2 separate regions of the Ovis aries genome follow, and region 2 is linked to region 1. The links are chromatin contacts, called in public Hi-C maps. All regions are on one chromosome and are shown on one strand. The core of a region is the stretch at or near the end of the contact, and the rest is flanking DNA. Distances in the headings are between cores, read along the strand shown.

Region 1 (2,914 bases), core at 78-2,577:
AGGACCAGAAGTGCCAGTTCCTAGAATGAGGCCTGGGGTTTATCAGGCGCTTGCTGTTGTTTGTTGTTCAGTCACCCAGTTATGTTCGACTCTTTGCAACCCCATGAACTGCAGCATGCCAGGCCTCCCTGTGCCTCACCACCTCCCAGAGTTTGCCCAAGTTCATGTCCATTGCATCAGGGATGCCATACAGACATCTCATCCTCTGATGCCCTCTTTCCCTTCTGCCCTCAATCTTTTCCAGCATCAGGGACTTTTCCAATGAGTCAGCTGTTTGCATCAGGTGACCAAACTACTGGAGCTTCAGCATCAGTCCTTCCAATGAGTATTCAGGATTGATTTCCTTGGAGACTGACTGGTTTGAATTCCTTTTTGTCCAAAGGACTCTTAGGAGTCGTCCCCAGCACCACAGTTAGAAGGCATCAATTCTTTGGTGCTCTGCCTTCTTTATAGTCCAGCTCTCACAAACAAATGTGACCACTGGGAAGACCATAGCCTTGACTATACAGACATTTGTTGGCAGAGTGATGTCTCTGCTTTTCTGTTCAAAGGAATGAATGTCTAGAATATAGATTCTCTATAGGAGAGTAGCTGGAAGTGAGGCTGGGAAGTGGCAGGAGTCAGAAGATGGAGAGGCTTTAATACAATATGGAAGGCTGGTGTTGGAGGAGGAGAGGGGACCAGAGTGCATGTGCAGAAAGGATGCTAAGAGAGAATCATCTGGAAGGTGGTTCCAGGAGAGAGAAAAGGAAGGCCAGAAGTAAACCAGGGCAGGGAGAGGAAAAGACAGTCAAGAAGAATTTCTGCGTTAGAATGCCTGGCAACACCCTGAAGGGGAGGGGGGTGACATGTAGGGGTCTGGAGGCAGAAAGGCAGGAGCAGGAGAGAGAGAGAGAGAGAGAGAGAGAGAGAGAGAGAGAGAGGATGCTGGCTGTGGAGGAAACAGGTGTGGGCAGTGGATACCCCGCATCCTCCAGCAGCTAGGCTGCAACCTCAACAGTCACTCCGGAGGCTGCAGGCCAGAGAAGGAGGGGCCTCTCGGACTGGAGAAGTCATTAGCAACCTGCCAGAACCGGGTTAACAAAGGCAGGACTACAACTCCCAGCATGCCCCGCCCCAGTGGGGTGACGGCGGGCGGTGGCTGCGCTGCACCCGCTTGGTGGGCGCAGGACCTGGGTCGGCACCGGAGCCTGTCATTCCGGAGGGGGGCGGTCTGCGTGGCGGGGGGGCGGTGCGGGCGGGCGATGCACTCGGGTCCCCAGCGCACTGGCCGCGCCCGGCTCGCGTCTCCCGCCCCGCGGCCCCGCCCCTTGCCCCACCCCAGCCGGGCGGTTTAGCTGGGGCCGCAGAGCGGCGGCAACATCATTCTCGCCGCGGCTGCTCCGCCCCATCCCCTTCTGTTTTTCTCTCTCATTCTCCGGTGGCGACGGCGGGGAAGGCGGAGGCAGAGGCTGCGGCAGCCGCGCTGGCTGCAATGAATGATCCCCCAGCTGGGGGAGAGGACTCCAGGTGAGCCTCTGCCCTTGGGAGGGCCGGGACCCCCGGCCCCCCAGAACCTGCAGCACCCTTCCCCCCATCCCCCGCCATGGATCTCTAGAGGAGGAGGAGGACGAGAAGACAGCTCTGCCGCCCACCCCCATCCCATTTTCCTCTTCCTTTATCTCATTGTTGCCCGTCGCTGTTTACGGCAGCGCTCCCTCTGCCCCAGCATGGGGCGGGCTCTGGGTACTGCCGTTCGGCAGGCGCTGCTCCCGCGGCTGCCCGGCGATTCTGCCTAATTCTCCCTCCGCAGCCGGTGCAGCGAGGACCGGAGAGCGGTGGAGGCCCGGACTGCAGTAGCGGCAGGGCCAGCTCCCAGCATCTCCACCCTAGGAGGCTGCATGCGGGTTGAAGAACGGTGCCTGGGGGCTGGGCCGGCCCCGCTGATCCCGACCTAGGAAGGACAGCAGGACTAACCAGGCTGCGGAGGGGGTCCGGGGGTGGGGGGTGTGCAGGAAGGACAGAGCAGCAAGATGGCCAGTAAAACCAAGGCCAGCGAGGCCCTGAAGGTGGTGGCCCGGTGCCGCCCCCTCAGCCGGAAGGAGGAGGCTGCTGGTCACGAGCAGATCCTGACCATGGACGTGAAACTAGGCCAGGTGACCCTGCGGAACCCCCGCGCTGCCCTGGGGGAGCTGCCCAAGACCTTCACCTTTGATGCCGTGTATGATGCCAGCTCCAAGCAGGCAGACTTGTATGATGAAACCGTGAGGCCCCTGGTAGACTCGGTGCTTCAAGGTTTCAACGGCACCGTCTTTGCCTATGGACAGACAGGCACGGGCAAGACCTACACCATGCAGGGGACCTGGGTGGAGCCCGAGCTCCGCGGGGTCATCCCCAATGCCTTTGAGCATATCTTCACCCACATCTCGCGCTCCCAGAACCAGCAGTACTTGGTCCGGGCCTCCTACCTGGAGATCTACCAGGAGGAGATTCGAGACCTGCTCTCCAAGGAGCCCGGCAAGAGGCTGGAGCTGAAGGAGAACCCTGAGACAGGCGTCTACATCAAGGACCTGTCCTCCTTCGTCACCAAGAATGTCAAGGAGATAGAGCACGTGATGAACCTGGGGAACCAGACCCGGGCAGTGGGCAGCACACACATGAATGAGGTCAGCTCCCGCTCCCATGCCATCTTCGTCATCACCGTGGAGTGCAGTGAGCGTGGCTCGGATGGCCAGGACCACATCCGTGTGGGCAAGCTCAACCTGGTGGACTTGGCTGGTAGCGAGAGGCAGAACAAAGCAGGCCCCAACACCACTGGAGGGACCACCACACAGCCCACTGGTGGTGGCGGTGGTGGAGGGGGTGGAGGCAGTGGTGGAGAGAGGCCGAAGGAAGCCTCCAAAATCAACCTGTCGCTGTCCGCCCTGGGCAACGT
Region 2 (2,700 bases), core at 162-2,661, 110 kb before region 1:
TCAAAGGCACAATCACAGGCTCCACCTTAAGACAGAAAATTCTGTGTTGATGAGAGGTAAACAGGGAAGTATTTAAATTCAGTCTAGGTGATCCTTCCAAAAACTAGTTATAAGAAAACCTCTGCTATGTCCGTCCAGCAGAGATAATCTTGTCAACAAATGTGTACCTTTATTTATTGACTAATAAGGGCTCGATACAGGATCAAACATTTCTTTCACCAAAAAGCCAAAGTTGTTTCTTATGGTTCACAAAAAAAGTGGGAAACACTTTACATGTTTCAGGTAAGAAGACAGTCACTACTAAAACAAGAATTTCTCCTCAGCATGATAGCCTTACCTTGGTGCCCCTGAGTAATCAGCTGACTCCAGTTGTAGTTGGCACAGTCTAGTAGTGTTGGCTGGCAAGTGACTACAGTTGTGTGTTCTGTCTGTCTCGACGCCAGCATGATTCTGCTTCTAAAATGCAGTTTCTTCCAACAATAGCTCTTGAAATTGCCTTCCCAGCTTTCCCTAGTTGAAAAGTTATTCCCCTCTATTTCTGTTCCTCTAATATCCAGTTTGCTATTGCACTATTTTCAGAAGGAATCTTCCATCTTAGACTCCATAAATAAATGAAAACCAAGTCACGCAGTTGGAAATCAAGTTTTGTTTTTATATGAACATAAGTAGACCATCTAGAAATATTTCAGTTTATTTAAATTGTTAAGTAGAATATGAAACCGAATTTGTAGCTAGTACCAGAGAATGGACTTAACTGTTTGGTGTTTAATGAGAACAGCTTCTACACAGGATCCCAAGAGACTTACAGAAAAAGGGGCAAAGCCCTATTATTAAGCAAATAAAACTCAGGTTTCAAACAGGTTATACAAAAATTGATTTATACTCCATTTCCCTTTTTTTTTTTTTGATATTTAGAAAGTGCAGATTTAACAAAAGGTAGCCATATCCTTTCTATGTACAATGCCGATTATAATTTATTGCAAACAACAAAACTGTCAGTCTGTTACCCAAAAATCCCAGTGTTTAGCTCTCAAACCTTAAGTCACTGAATTGAGTAAGGATTAAAGAGGGTTAAAAGTAAAAAAGCTACTGCCACATTCCAGATAAAGAAAAACAACAAACACATTAAAAATTAATCTAACAATAGATTTAACCTAAAACTTTTGAGAAGTTTAACATTATTTCATTATTATTTTTAGTGGAAAATTAGGGATTATTTGGCAATGCTGCTTTTACTAGTAGTAAACAATGATAAAGTCAAGTGAGGGGAAAACCTAACAACCACCACCAGTGAGGCAGATGAAATCACTTTTAGGGCACAATCTGAAAATTCATGGATGTTCACAGCAGATATGTCCCTATGTTGTTTACGTTAGCCAAGAGGTCATTAAAATGCTATCCACGACACAGAAAGACTTTTCAATGGAAGCTGCTGTCCTAAACTCAGCCTCTGCTAGAAATGAATCATGCTATTCACAATTATTTCAACAAAGGTATCATCTTAGGATGCTAGCAGCATAGCAAACTTAACTTACCCTACCCTAATGATAAGCAGTAAAGCAAAACTAGAAAAATGAAGGGGAAAAAATGGCAGGGCAAGAGAGAGCCTAGAGTTTCATATCTTTACATGAAAAGCCTCTGTTGTTCTTTTTTTCAAATCCAGGGTAATACAAGTTTCCCAAAGGGATGTGAAGACAGGACTTAAAATCAGTAACAGCCTAAAGTACTTCTAAATCTTAAGGTAAAGATAACTTAACACTGAAAAAGTGTTCTTCATAGGCCAAATCTCAATATATTTGGCAAACATGTTAATAAATTTCACTCCTCCTTCCCACCTTTTTAAAAACAATTTTGGGCTACCAAACTGCTAGAGGAGTTGCCAAAATGGAGACTATTCAAATTTAGGTTAAAATATTTATTCTAAGAAAGTGAATAGGCTATACACTTAGTTAGAAAGACAAACCACAACACCCTCCAAACACTAGTGCATGCAATTAACTCCTCCATTTCATAAACTCAATGGAGAGAGACAGGAAGGGAACAAAGCGGGAAAGAGAAGAGCAACGTGAAGTCAACAGCAAATGAAGGAACTCGGGACAGAAGCTTTAGGGGAGTGAGAAAATGAGGTGAGGACATGGTTAACTGACATTGGATAGTAGGCAGTTAGGATTTATCTTTCAGTTTACTTAGCAAGTTAAATCAGTGCTTTATGTTAAACTCCACAAACCCACTAGTTTACCCCTTTCATTTTTAAATAACTCACACCACAGGGTGGTGGGGAAGAAGCAAATAAAGCAGCATGCAGGAAGAGACAGGAGGAGAAAGTGGCCGAGGAAAAGAACTGGTGGCAGGAGTAGTTTTAAATGTCAAGGCCACTTAAAACGAGACTCAGCAAACCAAAGCGATCATTTCTGTATTATCCTTTGTCCTCAATTAACTACTTTGAAAATTACAGCCAAGCAAACCACAAACATGTTAATGCTTTATGTTTCGATGATATGTCTCCTGCACATGCTTCCACCAAAACCCCAAAAAAAGGAAAAACCAAAGAAGTTCCTTTCCACATAAGGCACAGGACAAAATTAACCCCATTTACATATTCAAGGCGAAAATGAATGTTTTCCTGGCTTTTTTCTTTTGCTATCACATGTCTATAGATTATAGGGACTCAAGCACATTTATCCATGACAGAAAATTCCA

What was found. A called contact is a pair of places that touch in the nucleus more often than the background predicts.
Region 2: a Hi-C map of hypothalamus shows a contact between it and region 1, with 7 times the contacts expected there. The contact joins the enhancer-like site here to the promoter of KIF3C in region 1. A contact is called at or near these places in 15 of 16 Hi-C or Micro-C datasets (blood, hypothalamus, liver and 7 more).

The regions. Positions count from the first base shown.
Region 1 is chr3:33,267,732-33,270,645 of ARS-UI_Ramb_v3.0, reverse strand. KIF3C (kinesin family member 3C) reads left to right here and starts at 1,327. Exons shown (of 8, transcript XM_027966582.3): 1 at 1,327-2,914. The coding sequence starts at 2,013.
Region 2 is chr3:33,378,877-33,381,576 of ARS-UI_Ramb_v3.0, reverse strand. It overlaps a transcript of RAB10 not described here. Among named protein-coding and RNA genes, the nearest start is that of GAREM2, 24 kb to the left of the region's middle. Within about 2 kb of position 1,411, at least 1 of the 54 cell types and tissues checked has an H3K27ac peak or open chromatin away from gene starts, as enhancers often do. A contact at or near this core is called in hypothalamus, where this site is marked.